Regions from separate parts of the Mus musculus genome. Here all the other regions are linked to region 4. The links are chromatin contacts, called in public promoter capture Hi-C maps. All regions are on one chromosome and are shown on one strand. The core of a region is the stretch at or near the end of the contact, and the rest is flanking DNA. Distances in the headings are between cores, read along the strand shown.

Region 1 (2,700 bases), core at 111-2,610, 1.1 Mb before region 4:
TCCGGATTTTATCAGGGAAATGTTACAAAACTTCCTTCTTCCGGACAACTCATTATTTGCCCCAAGTCTACATTCCTTTATTAGTCACGACCTTTCAGAATGCTTTCATCCCTTATTGTTTGAATAATATTGGGACTTTTGATGTTGCTAATAAACCTTACAGGGGCCCTTATCAAAGAAGCCAACCTAGGTCCGTGTCCCAAAACAGACCGGATTACAGGAAACTCGGTACTTGTAATTCCTTGTAAACAGATGTATCCTCCTCTTTTTTTCCGTCCACCTGTATACTTCTATCATACATAATTGACAGCAACTCGAATCAGTTTTGCAGAAATTTACTCTTGAGGAACTGGGAAGCCCCTACGTGTTATGTGTGATAGACACACGACAGTGAATCTCATTTACCAACTGCCACTGGGATCTTAACACCTCAGATCTGACCTCTGAGCCATATGTCAATAGGCTGTAAGTCAGGCAGAGTCCCAAAGAATAACGGGGGTGTGGGGGGTGTTACAAAGATGGATCCCACAAGATGTGTGTGTGTGTGTGTGTGTGTGTGTGTGAGTGTGTGCACCTCTAGCCTGTACCGATGGCCCATCAGGCAGACCCTAAAGAGCCATCTTCCCGGCTGGGACCCCACACATCCCCGCGGGCCACGGGGCCTGCTCCGGGGCTGTGGGAGGGAGGGGAGGCAGTGTCTGTCCCCACTTGGGAGTCCTAAACAAATGGAAGCAGAGCAAGTTCTCACTTCCTGATCGCCGGAGCTTCCCCCAAGGCCCCCGTCCCGCGCCAGTCACCGGGGACGGGGGTTTAAGAAAAGGAGGACCCCCAGGGGTCCCAGGGCCCACCCCGCCCGCGCCTCGCCACCCGTCCTCGTCCTAGCCCTCGCAGGGCCTTACACGGTGACGTGACCGGAGCCGCGGACCACCACCGGGTCGGGCGAGTACTTGAGCAGCTGCTCCTCCAGGGCCCGCTCCTCGTCCTCCTCCTCCTCGTAGATTTCATCGAAATCCGCCATCCCGAGCCGGCGAGCCCCCCGCCCGGGGCCCTGGCTCTGGGGCGGCCGCGGGGAACGGCTGGTGAGGCGGCGGGCGCGGAGGCCGCGGAGCTGGCGCTCGGCAGTGTGGGCTCCGGCTACTGAGGAGACCTGGTCCCGGCCGCCGCCGTTGCCGCCGCCACCGCCGCCATTACCGTGGGCAGGAACAACAACACAATGTCAACATCCGCCGGGGCCGCCACCCCCGCCAGCGCCGCCGCCCGCGCCAGCGCCGCCGCCGTCGCCGCCGCAACTCCGGCAACCACAGCAACAGCCCGAGCCACCCGCAGCAGGAGCAGCCGGCTACCGCATCGCGAGACTTCCCGGGAGCGCGGGCGGGCGCGGGCGTGGGCGCGGGCGCGCGGGTGGGCGGGCGGGCGCGTTCACGCGGACGGTCTCGCGCGCTCCCGGGACGCCGGCCTCTTCCTCCGCTTCCACCCGGCGCGGCCCCGCCCTCCGGCTCCAGGGTCAGCGACCCGGAAGGCGGCGTCTGTGAGGATCGGGGGCGCTGACCCCGACTCGACTCCTAGAGCCAGGCTGGAGTAATCTGTAGCCCAAACAACGACAGCGGGCGAAGCCCCTGGCCGGACCAGAGAATCTGACTGCCGGTTTAATAAAACGTTTTTAGTCCACGATGCGAAGCAGAGTTGGTTGACTTTGCCAACTTGAGATTAACAAAGCAGTGCATTCTCTTTTTTTTTGTTGTTGTTGTTTGGTTTGGTTTGGTTTGGTTTGGTTTGGTTTGGTTTGGTTTGGTTTGGTTTGGTTTGGTTTGGTTTGGTTTGGTTTGGTTTGGTTTGGTTTTTCGAGACAGGGTTTCTCTGTGTAGCCCTGGCTGTCCTGGAACTCATTCTGTAGACCAGGCTGGCCTCGAATTCAGAAATCCCCCTGCCTCTGCCTCCCAAGTGTTGGGATTAAAGGCGTGCACCACCACTGCCCGGCAAACAGTGCTTTCCTGTCTACTGTCCTACCTGATTTTCCAAAATATCTCCAAAGCCAAATATTCTGTCCTTTTAGCCCAGGTTGTTTGTTTGTTTGTTTGTTTGTTAACAAGAAATCTCACCATCAATACTACCTAACAAAGTTGACAAGTTCTCTGTGTTCCAATTAAGAAGTTGCAGTTGTATGCTTCGTCTCTCTAGTGAAAAATGTTTTCTCCACAAGAGGGGATGGGGGAAGGGAGGAACAGTGGACTCATGGATCACCTTGGACCTGGTTTCACAATCAAGAGTCTGCCAAGCATCCAAACAACATAGGAACAGAACTGGACTCCTACGGCAAACTGGACCATGGGGTAACAAGAGTTCCTCATTGGTCTGGAAAGGAAAGAGGAGTTGTACTGGACCCAGTGTCCACAAACAGTTCTCTACGCAGTGTTCGCATCCTTCAAGTTCGTTTACGGGTCTTTGTCCAAGCAGAAAACGTACAAAGGTTAACATGAGAGTGGAAAATGCTGGACAACTTAATCCTGGAAAGATCTGGGGAAAAAAAAAAGGGCAGTGAGCTAGGCAGGGAAAAATAGTCGATGCGTCAGACTTATGCTTTCCCAGATTTATTCATTCAATAAACACTGAACCTACTGTGTGGTCAGCTGTGTGTGTGTGTGTGTGTGTGTGTGTGTGTGTGTGTGTGTCTGTGCGCGTGCACGCGCGACTATGTATGTT
Region 2 (2,700 bases), core at 68-2,567, 1.2 Mb after region 4:
TCCAGTGGCTCATCCCCGGCAGGGTACTGTGGTCCTTGATGACCAGGAGCCACCACGAGCCCGGCGCGGATGCAATCGTCCCACAGCCGCTTCCGCAGCCGCTTCAAGTAGCCGGGAGCGTCCTGGGGCAGCAGGTCCACTTTGTTCCCCAGCACGATGAGTTGCTTGGGGCCCACCAGCTTGGGCAGGTCGGGCAGCAGGGCGTCCGGCAGGTCTAGAAGATTCACCATATAGAGCACCAGAGCCGGCCCGGGACGCCGCAGCGCTGCGCTCACAAGCTCCAGGTACTGATCGCGGCTTACCTGCAGGCGCAGGGCTCGTCCGTGGTGCACCAGCAGCCAGCAGCGTTGGCACACGGTCCGCGCCGGGCCGCCTTCCGCCTGGGCAGCGTCGCGGAACTTCTCCTCCGGCAGGTAGCCCGGCAGGCCGGGATGCTGGCAGTGCAGCTCGGCTCCGCAGCCCGAGCAGTAGATGCCGCTGGGCGGCACCGAGGCGTCTGGAAACTCCGGGACAGGCAGCGTCCGGAAGCCCGCCCGCAGCTTCTGCTGAAGCCGCTCCTCCCGCTGCTGCAATCTCTCTCGTTCCTTCTCCTGCTGCAGCTGCTGCAACTCCCGCAGCTCCTGCAACTCCCGCACTTGTTCCTCCGGGGTCCGCTCCGGGACGTACTCCGGGAACAGAAAGCGTTCCTCCGTGTCCGGGCCTTCTGCATAGTCCTCGGTCGCCGTGGAGCTCGGGGGAACCCGACGGCCCAAGGATGATGCACGCTGGCGGATGGGGACCTCACACTTCCCCTCCAGAAGCCACCGTGCTGGGCCGTAGCACGCAGCGGCCGGCGCGGGGCCCCGCCGGAGCCCGCAGAGCAGCCCGCAAGCCAGGCGCGCGGGCAGCATGTGGACAGCGCGAGGAGGGCGGGGCCTCGCGCGCGCACGCGCGCTCGCGTCCGAGAAGTTCCTCCCCCAGCGACTAGACGAGAGGGAACTGTCCAACAGTGCGGCCGATTCTCGCACTCTCGCGATGACAGCTCTGAAACTCGAGAGTTCAGGCAGACGTGCAAAGGCACGGACTCGATAGAGCTGGGTGAGCAGAAGGTTCTCCAGTGCTCAGTCCACACGCGGAGCCATTTCTTTCATAAATCTTCAAACAAATCAAAACACGCAGCAAGAAACTTTCATTAGCGTAACCTAACTTCTGGCTAAGGAGCCGTCTGTCCTCAGCGGCAGCCAGCTAGTCATCACTCGCGCATGCGTAGTTCAAGTCCAGCCAGACCCTTTGCCAGTCGTCTGCGCAGGCGCAAGCCTCACACCCCGCCCCCTCGCTGAGACGCCGAGGATTCTGGGAACGTCGGAGACGGACATTGCTTGGTATCGCACTCTTGAGTTTGCCGCCGCGCTTCCCGTCTCCAGCTTTGCGATTCCGAGTAAGAGCTCCAGAAACCTTTGGCCAAGATGTATGACGCCGACGAGGGTAAGTGACCGCTTGAGGCACGCTTCACGCTATAGCCCCTTAGGCGGGACGGCGGGGGACCTGCAGCAGGGATCAGCGCCAGCCGCCGCATCCCGTCCGTGGCGCGCGGGCTCCCGGCAGCCTGGTTCCTACGATTTAGCCCGGGAACGAAGTGGGCTTTGCTAGCGGTGCAGGCTCGGGGTTCACGTTCCTGGGTCGGCTTGATTGCTCCCTACACGGCCTCCCGTTAAATCTGTAACCACCTTCCAGAATCGACATAGCGTAGCTTATTAACTAACATTTAGTTGTTTGATGTTGATTGATTTCATTTATCATTTCAGTCGACTTATTGAATAGCTATTATTATTATTATTATTATTATTATTATTATTAAACGGCACAGGGAATTGAACCCAGGGCCTGTCTGCACATACTCTGCTTCTGAGCCATATTTCTAGGCCCAGGAAGCTCAATTTTTGACCACGTCCTTGTGTTAGACATTGTTAAACTCTGGACGTATTAGGGACAAAGAACGGGTTCTGGGTTGACATTCCTTCACACTGTCTTCAGTTTAAGTAAACTGCCTTAAAAGATGGCCTTAAGCGGTCACTTCCCACGAGATGACAGTTCTAGGATGGTATGTTTTCCATTTTCACGAGGACAAAATGGCTTTTTACTTTTTGTATGAACACTTCTTAGTCCTACCCATTTTATTTTCATGTTGTGTGTGTGTTTTTTTTAAGCTCCCTTTTCTCTGATCAAAAATCATTTTATTCCAGCTCCCAACTTTGTGGCTGTCCTATGCATTCCCCTCCCTCCCCCTTTTCTCATGGAAACAATAGAAGCAAACGCTTTAACTTTTAAAATTGCTTCAATGTCTCAGACCCATTCATACCTCATTAGAATCTATTAGAATCGTTATATTCTTTTTAAAGTTATTCTTACTTGAAGGAAATTTAGGAGCTTTAAAACCATATGACATTTATTTATTTTGTGCATATGTATGAATGTGGGCGCACTCATGGGGTGTACCATAGAGGTCCTGGAGTTTGAATTCAGGTTCATGGCCCTCAGACTATATATTTCTGTAGAGCATATTTCACTCTTCAGATACTTTTAACAGGAGCGTGATGCTCAAACGAAGCTTTCTTACTGGACTGGAGATGTAGCCTGGTGCTCGTACTGCCTAGTGTGGGCCATGCTCTGCAGTCAGTCTTAGGCATGGAGGGGGTGGGGGAAGGTCATACTATTTGGAAA
Region 3 (2,700 bases), core at 69-2,568, 1.1 Mb after region 4:
TTGTAGGGTTTTGTTTTGTTTTGTTTTTTTTTTTTGAAAGATGGGTTCTACAGCGTGCCAGAAAAGAGGTAAAGGAAAATGTCAGAGAAACCTGAAGCTCTGCTTCCAGCCTCTTAGCACCCACCTGCTGCTACCTCTGTAGTAATGCCAACGAGAGGTTCACACATTTAGATCCGGAAATGCCGGGCCCTGAAGGCGGCCGAGAGCTTTAAACTCTAGCTGGTAGTTCACTAACTACAAATTAAAGGCTACAAGGCCCACTTCCAGGAAGACATTAAAAGCAGGCTAAAAAAGCATTTCAGGTGAGAAGGGACAGGACCTGAGACTCCCTGTCCCCATTATAAGACGTCAGGTACTGAACTGGACTTGGCTTTGTCTCAACCCCCACAAGGACTGATTTTCTCCTGGTTAAGAGTTTGCAATGTGAAAGCATTTTGACCTCATGAAGCTTAAAATTACAGTTAAGCATAAAGATCTGTGTAGGCAGGCACTTAGATTTTGTTTCTTTGATTGAGAAAGGTCTCACTTTGTAGCTATGGCTGGCCTGAAAATTCTTACATAGCACACTAAAGCTTTAAGCTCTCAGCAATCCTCCTGCCTCTGTCTACTGAATTCTGAGTCTGATTGCAGACAAGAGCAATCCCCCACCCCCGGGCCCCCCAATTTGTCAAGTCAATGACCTGGATCTCCTGGTGCTCACGCCTTTCAAGTAGGATTACAGACTTGTGCAGCCAGGGCCGATTTTCGGGTTTTGTATTGTTTTTTAATTTCTTGCACTAGTGTCCCTAAGTAGCCCAGGTTGATCTTGAACTCCGGCCTTTAACTCTTGATCCTCCAGTCTCAACAGCATTCTGAGTGTTGGGATTAACGGCGAGAGCCCACACGCCAGGCCTGAACAGTATTTTTCGAGGCTTCAGCCTTACTTAAGAGGCCAGTGACAATACTTCTCAAGAGGGCGGTCAATGCCTGCACGTTTTTTCCTCCAACAACCCCAATTCTCGTGCACGCCCGGGTAAGGCTGGGGCTAACTTCTGCTATTTGTTTATAAAAGAAAGAAGCTCAGGGAGTAGGTTCCGCCCCTTTAATGAGCCTAAGGCGGGAGTCGGGGGCCGGGCGGATTAGGTAAGTTTCCCCCGAGGCGCGCCCCCAGGCAGGCCAGGAGTCCACTTCGAGCCTCGGGACCGAGGGGCGGGGCGCGCTCGGCGGCCACGCGCGCGGGCGGGGAAGGGGGCGTGTCGGCGGGCGCGCGCGGACGGCGAGGGGGCGTGTCCGGCGGGCGGGCGGGCGGCGACGGCGCGGGCCGGGTGCGCGGCGCAGCGTCCTGTGCTGGAATGTGCGGCTCCCGCGAGCTCGCGGCGCAGCAGCAGAAGACCGAGGAGCGCCGCCGAGGCCGCGGGCCCCAGACCCGGGCGGCCGGGACCGCAGCGACGGCAGAACCAGGGCCGGCGGTCTGATCCCGCTCCGCGATCGCACCCCGGGATCTCGAGGGCCTCGACGCCCAACTTTTCCCCGCTCTCCCTCCCCTCCCCTCCCCCGAAAGTCCAGCAACAAAGAAAAGGAGTTGGAGCGGCGGCGACGCGGGGGTGGCGGACCGTGGGCGCACAGTTCAGAGGGTAGGACGCGGCGGAGCGAGGAGAGCGACGGGGGAGGGCGGCGGGCAGGCGCGGAGCGGCGCGAGGCGCTGTCCAGGGCTGATTTGCAGATACTGTGGCTCGGGCGGCGCGGCGGCCGGGCGGGGGCGGGATCGAGTTACGGAGCGAGTCACGGGCTGGGCCGGGGGCTGGTGCGGAGCGGCGTGGGCATCGGCCCCCAGCGGAGCACGGGGAGGCCCTTCCGCACGGCGCTGAGATCCGGGGCCACGGAGGCCGGAGCGCCGCTGCTGGTGACCGCGGTCCTGAAACTTCCCCCCTCCGCCCTCCCTCCGCCTCGGGCCCAACGCCCCCGGCCCCGCCGGCGTCCCAGGCTCGCCGCCCCCTCCCCCCCAGTCGTAGCAGGGCCGGAAGGCGGCCGCCCCGCTTGACTCAGCCCGGGGCACGGGCGGCGCCGGCGGCAGGCTGGACAGCGATTTCTGCGGCCCGCGCTGGCTCTGCGCAGCGGGGGAGCGAAGTTCGCAAACTTCCGGGCCACGGGGGCGGCGGTGGCGGCCCGCGTGGGGCCCCTCGCAGCGACCGGGGGCCGACAGCCTCGGGAGGGCGCCGCGGAGCCCCGGTACAGGCCCGATCGGACGCGGGTAGCGAGGTAACTTTTCCGCCCAGTCCCGGCCGGGCTAGTGGCGGGCGGCGGGGGAGGGGGCTGCGGGGCCGCGGCCGGCCGGGGAGGCGCCTCTAGGGTGGTGGGCAGCGCGTGAGGTCCGAGCCCAGGCACCGCCCGCGGGTTGGTGGCGGAGAGGAAGCAAGAGGGCCCAAGTTTGCAAAGAGCTGCTTTGTGTTTGGTATTTTGAGAAAATGGCCGAATGCCTATTTCAGTTAGGAATGCCGCCGCCGAGGCCGGCGCTGGTGGCAGCGGCACATAGGAATTCGGTGCAACACGTTGCTCTCGGGCTGTGCTTAGCACAGTCTGCCCGAGAGACGTGGAGATTTCCTTGGGAGTGTGGCTGCCGAGGTGCGTGGGGGAAGCTTTAGAGTGGATGTTGAGGTCCGTTGTGGAATCCGTGGGGCTGTTGAACTAGGGGAGAGCCGTTTCCTGTGATGGCATTCGGGC
Region 4 (2,700 bases), core at 42-2,541:
ATATTATTAATGATTATTGACATGGATGGGCCAGTCACACATACACACACACATACAATCTATAAATAAAAGTATTCTTTTTTTCCCCCACTCTGTAATCTTTTCTTTTTTTTTTTTAAGAGAGAAAATGGGAGTGTACCATAATTTGGCTAAACGCATCAAGGCAGATTTAGGGGTGTAGTCATTTTTCTGTTGAAAGCAAGGCTGTGATAAAGACTTGTATTATAGGGGTACACAATTGGATCCCATTTGCTTCCTCCTTTCTGAGTAGCCTGCATTACTCAAGGACCCGATAGCCTGAAATACCACTAAGCAGCTGTCAACAGGGAACCAGGCCTTCATCTAACACGTGATGGTGTTTTCCACTGATGCCTGAAAGACAGCATCTGAGCCAGATCCGTGGAGGGAGGTTTTTGGAGATTTGCTGTCTCATACCTTGCCTTCCCCCTCACCCCCACTGCCCCATGGACTCGAGCCAATGAGTGCATAAAGGTCTTCCAAATCTTTTCATTCCTAGCCATAAAGGCAGCAGACACAGCTAGTTAAACACTTTGTCCATGGAGCAGATGGGTGAAAAACGTAGGTCCATTGAGGGCATTACTCTGCTTTTCCACTCCAAAATCCAGAGTTTGCCGGAGCAGCTCCAGCCTACAGTTGACAAAGTGTAGAATTCCCTCACCGAGGTCTTTCCAGAGGTCATCCCTGAATTTACAGCGATCCCCATCTGGAGTATGCTAATGAATCTGGTGCTTCTGGTAGACCAGCGTGGTATTAAGATCCTTCGCATCTTGACTCCTGGGGGCCCCCTCTAGGGACCCAGCCAAGAATTCAGCCTGTACTTCAACCAAAATTTCTCTTCACACTTTTTCGCAGCAGTAATCCCGCAGTCAAAGTTTATAGAAACTTACACAGGCTGGTGAGAACCTGACCTCTAGAATAGGATCCCCGAAGCGCCACATGGTGGAAGGAGAGAACCAATTCCCCCCAAGCTGTCTTGGGCTCCCACCCACACCTCTTGGCATAGCTCCACTCCACTTAATAAATAGGTGTAACGTATCTCTACAAGACTTGGACTGTAGCACGTGGTCTCGCATGCTCCTGCAGAACTTCAAGTTGGAGTTGCATCTCGGAATTAGATTAGAGGCAGTACAAGTCTAAAGCGCAGCCTGCTCAAACCAGGTGAGCAGGAGCACAACCCAGCTCCTGAGCGCCTAGCCAGGGGCGGGGCCGCGCGTCCCGCCCAGGAGCCGCGTCACCGCCAAGCGCGCCGCCGAGGCGGGAGGGAGGGAGGGGGTGAGAGAAGGAGGGCGGCGCGGCGGCGCGCATCTGTAGCCGGCTCCCGGGCTATGGCTGGGTGGGCCGGGTTTGAGCTCTCGGCCCTGAACCCCCTGCGGACGCTGTGGCTGGCGCTGGCCGCCGCCTTCCTGTTCGCGCTGCTGCTGCAGCTGGCGCCCGCCAGGCTGCTGCCGAGCTGCGCGCTCTTCCAGGACCTGCTCCGCTACGGGAAGACCAAGCAGTCCGGCTCGCGGCGCCCCGCCGTCTGCAGGGCCTTCGATGTCCCCAAGAGGTAACGTCGGTGGCGGGGCGCGCCCGGCAGGGGGCAACAGAGGCGGCGCAGGCACGTGAGCCAGGGGCTGTCCCCGAGCCGTCCCCGGAAATGACAGAGCATCTCAAGTTGGCCCGGCCCCCAGGGAGCCGCCCTGACTTCTTTACCCCCAGTTTTCCGCTTCCCCTCCCCAGAACTTGAGGTCGTGGAAATTCATGGACTTGGAGGCAAGTTCTTCCTCGATTTCCGCAGTTCTCAGCCCGATCTGTCACAGTCAAGAAAGAAGTCCAGAGTGTGCTCCCCTGGGGCTGTGCAGACATCACTAACCTGCATCTCCACAGGTGCTCTGGCAAACTAGCCCAGTATGCCCTGCCCCAACCCATCCCGGAAGGCTCAGTAACCAAGTTGTGAAATACTAAAATCTTCCGGGGTACATATGGACTCCGCTGAGAATATGTGAGACCCGCCACATGGCTTTCCTTTCCTTTTCTTTCTTTCTTTCTTTTTTTTTTTTTTTTAACTCCACGATGAATTCAGTATGTAGATGGAGAAGTCATCTTAACACAGTATTCTAGATAATAAAGCTGTGTCATTTTTTTTTATGAAATTCATCACGCATTTGCATTTAGAATTGAATTGGAAGGAATGTGATGGGTTCTGACGGATTCATCTAGATTGCTTTAGAAATCTGTAGCCGTTGCCCACCTCTGCAGATGGCGGTGGGGCTATCAACTGGCCCCAGCTATGTCCTGACTGTTGGAGGGGGTCTTTCAGGGGGTTAGTGTGAGAGCAGAGTACCATGTCATTGTGAAGAATGAATGGTAAAGAGATTAAGACCCGGAAGAACTCTTCCTTAGAGGCCCAATTTTAAGACCATCCTACCGTCCTCTTATCCTCGGGTTTGATTGGCCTATATCCCTTATGCTATATAGCAATTTATTTTCTGACTTTTGAGAGAGGTTCTAGTGTCCCCAGAGTTCAAAGCACACTTAAAAATCACTTATACTCAGTCTCTCTGGATGGGACTCCTCAGCTGCTACACTCAAGTCTGCCTTTGTGTGACAGCCAAGAAAGAGGTGGGCCTTCCCTGTATTCATCCCGGTAACACTTGGTACTCTGGGCTTCTTCTAATTCTTAACAGTATTGTGAAATAA
Region 5 (2,700 bases), core at 150-2,649, 1.9 Mb before region 4:
TCTTCCTAGTTCCCCTCCGATTTCTTCACCCCTTCAAACTGTTACTAGATACAGGGTTTGTCCCGGTCTGACCAGAGTAGGAGGGTAAATTCTTATTACCTGGTGAATGAAGCCCAGAATGGACTGTGATTAAACAAGAAACGGTGTGTTGAGCCTGGAATCAGCTTCTTTTGCTTTTCTACCTTCAATAAAGGTGTACAAAATGCCACAGGCTTTGCTCTTAGGCACCAAGATAAAAGGCCCTGAGGGTTGTAAGGGCATGCTGGTGGCGATAGATAAAGTAGGTTGCTGAAGTTGGGATCTGGCCAGCAGTTGTCTGTGATTTTCTCTGATGAGGACACGGGGGTACTTGGTATTTTTATGAGTGCTAGACTCCTCATCTTCCTTGGCGACAAGCCACTTTTAACTAACCTTTATGACTAGGCTAACCGTGGGGCCCCTCTGCCTCCCGGTGAGTCCAATCCACAGCTGCACTGACTTCTTGTCTTACCTTTCACAGATCTGGGAGGAGGCGTGACTGGGCTAGCCATGCAAGCTTGTTCTAGTGACTTTTAGCCTGGCTTTGCCTCTCGGGGTGCGGTACTTGCTTTCCACGTTGTGTGCCTTCTCGTGGGCTTGCACTGTTGGCAAGAACTAGAACAAAATAGGTATTTTGCCCCAAAGACAAACGCCACATTTTGGGTCACGGAGGGGTGCCTTTGTTTAGGAATACAAGGATGGGGAAAATGTATAATCCAGGATAATACTTTGAATGTAGCCAAGTCAGTGCAAAGATGTCGAGCGCACGAGCAGAACATAGGGCAGGGCCAAACAGGGCAGTGACCTATGGGGCTCCCAGCAGGTTCCTTGGGGTCAGAGGTGGAGAAGCCAGTGGTCAGAGAGGTTAGGGGACCTGGGACCCAATTCAGAGAATGCCTAGGGACTGACCTACGGAGGCCCAGCGGCGAGGTTGGCAGACAAGGGTGGGTGCTTCTAAACCCACCGCGGATCTGAGATCCCGCGGACACGCCAGGTCTCCTATGAAGGCAAGGACAGATTCCCCCCACGTGGACCTGAGACCCAGCAGACACGGCCAGATCCCCCCACGCGGATCTGAGACCCCGTGACCCCGCAGGCACCGGTGCGGCCGCGTGCTAGCGCAGCGGGAGCCGGCTGGGTCCCGCACGTTGCCACCCTCGCGCCGGCCGCCCTGTTTTCCTCGGATCTCACGGGGCCCCGCACTCGCTCTCGGCTCCTGTGGGGGCGCAGCCTGGTAGTGCAGGCCGTGGGCGGGGCCTCGAGCGGGGCGCTCGGGGATTGGCTGCTGGAATGGAGGCGGGGCCTGGGCCAGAGAAAACCCGCGCCCCGGCGGCTGCCATCCCAGCCGCGATCCGGAACCCCCGAGCCTCTCTTCTCGTCGCGCTCTCCCGTTCTTTCCAGTTTCTGCCCGCGCGCCCTCCGACGGGGTACCCTCCTCTCCTTGCAGCGCGAGCCGTCTCCTGTCCTGACTTTCCTCCCCGCTCCGTGCAGCCGGGCCGTAGCGGCGATGCGCCTCATCCAGAACATGTGTACCATCGCAGAGTACCCCGCCCCAGGCAGCACCGCTGCCGACTGCTGCCTGGGGGCTGCGGGCCGCCGGCTCGTTAAGATCGCCGTGGTAGGGGCCAGCGGCGTGGGCAAGACCGGTGAGTCCATGCGAGGAACCCGCTTGGTGGAGGGGCGGGACGTGGGAGACCCCCGCTCGGACTGGAACTGAGAGACGGTGGGCGTTGCAGTGGGATCCTCTGCCTCTTCATGTCTCTGCTTTAACGAAGAGGGTCACTGGGGCCCAGAGCGTCCCGCCGACTTTCGGGCCAGAGTAGAACTTTGGGGCTTTGGGCTTTTGGCAGGATCTGGGGCGGAATGGGGGAGCTAGTGATTGTAACCCCTCCAGGAGTTCCGTAAGGTTAGGAAGAAGTTTGCCTGCTGGAAGGCTTAGGTGTGGCCCAGCTGGGCTCCGCGGAGGGGCTGGGCCTCAAGACCCTTCCTGCTGGCAGAGCTGTAATTCACTCCTACCTCCTTGTGTCTGGTAGAGGGTCAAGGAGCCCTCGGTGGCCGGCTGTGACTTTCTTTGGAAGAGTTGTTTTCCAGGTGGGGGTGGGGTGGAGAACCGTCTAACTTAGTGGGTTAACAGTCTGTTTTCTTTTCTGAATTGCAGCTTTGGTGGTCCGATTCCTCACTAAACGATTCATCGGGGACTACGAACGAAATGCAGGTGAGGAAACGTACGGAGACCAACCCTGTTGGGATGGCCGCCCTCATTTCTCAGTACCTTTAAGGACACTTCCTTCAGAGTGACAGTGTTTAGCATCAAGATTCTGCTACTTCCAATTCTGCACGCCCCCTCCCCCTCCCCCTTCCCCCTCCCCCCAGCTGCCATCTGGCCTCATTCCATTCTTGGCGCATTCATCATTTTATCAAGTGCCCGAAAGTATTCCCTGTGGTATGTTTTAACTATAGGGACCCCAGTTGGAAGCACCGTTTGTACTCCAAGGCCTTGTCCTTTAAAACATGCCTGCAAAAGTCATAAAAAAAAAAAATACCCAACCAAACAAAAAACCCAGCTGCAAGCTCCTCCCCCACCCTCTCCCTCTGCTGGCTGCCTTTCAGGGGCGACCTTTGAAAGCAAAGGCCAAAGAAGAGTTGTAAGCCTAAAGTTCTTTCCTTAACAAAGACAAATAA

What was found. Promoter capture Hi-C pulls out the DNA fragments that hold promoters and counts their contacts.
Region 1: a contact with region 4 is called in a promoter capture Hi-C map of pre-B cells, with 6 times the contacts expected there. The contact joins the promoter of Chic2 here to the promoter of Srd5a3 in region 4. A contact is called at or near these places in 4 of 39 promoter capture datasets (hematopoietic stem and progenitor cells, liver, neutrophils and 1 more), 7 of 484 Hi-C or Micro-C datasets (the Ba/F3 cell line, CD4 T cells, the G1E-ER4 cell line and 3 more), 4 of 115 datasets of contacts at active chromatin or transcription factors (embryonic stem cells, large pre-B cells, pro-B cells and 1 more) and 2 of 9 other capture datasets (adipose tissue and liver).
Region 2: a promoter capture Hi-C map of pre-B cells shows a contact between it and region 4, with 3 times the contacts expected there. The contact joins the promoter of Polr2b here to the promoter of Srd5a3 in region 4. A contact is called at or near these places in 2 of 39 promoter capture datasets (erythroid cells and pre-B cells) and 1 of 484 Hi-C or Micro-C datasets (CD4 T cells).
Region 3: a promoter capture Hi-C map of pre-B cells shows a contact between it and region 4, with 5 times the contacts expected there. The contact joins the promoter of Rest here to the promoter of Srd5a3 in region 4. A contact is called at or near these places in 4 of 39 promoter capture datasets (the C10 cell line, liver and pre-B cells), 2 of 484 Hi-C or Micro-C datasets (CD4 T cells and erythroblasts) and 2 of 9 other capture datasets (adipose tissue and liver).
Region 5: a promoter capture Hi-C map of liver shows a contact between it and region 4, with 2.1 times the contacts expected there. The contact joins the promoter of Rasl11b here to the promoter of Srd5a3 in region 4. A contact is called at or near these places in 4 of 39 promoter capture datasets (the C10 cell line, hippocampal neurons, liver and 1 more) and 1 of 115 datasets of contacts at active chromatin or transcription factors (astrocytes).

Annotation. Positions count from the first base shown.
Region 1 is chr5:75,043,281-75,045,980 of GRCm38.p6, forward strand. Chic2 (cysteine-rich hydrophobic domain 2) reads right to left here and starts at 1,361. Exons shown (of 6, transcript NM_028850.5): 1 at 900-1,361. The coding sequence starts at 1,018.
Region 2 is chr5:77,309,167-77,311,866 of GRCm38.p6, forward strand. Polr2b (polymerase (RNA) II (DNA directed) polypeptide B) reads left to right here and starts at 1,318. Exons shown (of 25, transcript NM_153798.2): 1 at 1,318-1,464. The coding sequence starts at 1,446. It overlaps Noa1 (nitric oxide associated 1), which reads right to left and starts at 920. Exons shown (of 7, transcript NM_019836.3): 1 at 1-920. The coding sequence starts at 890.
Region 3 is chr5:77,264,176-77,266,875 of GRCm38.p6, forward strand. Rest (RE1-silencing transcription factor) reads left to right here and starts at 1,319. Exons shown (of 4, transcript NM_011263.2): 1 at 1,319-1,613.
Region 4 is chr5:76,138,982-76,141,681 of GRCm38.p6, forward strand. It overlaps Srd5a3 (steroid 5 alpha-reductase 3), which reads left to right and starts at 1,292. Exons shown (of 6, transcript NM_020611.4): 1 at 1,292-1,567. The coding sequence starts at 1,347.
Region 5 is chr5:74,193,927-74,196,626 of GRCm38.p6, forward strand. Rasl11b (RAS-like, family 11, member B) reads left to right here and starts at 1,400. Exons shown (of 4, transcript NM_026878.1): 1 at 1,400-1,664; 2 at 2,177-2,233. The coding sequence starts at 1,526.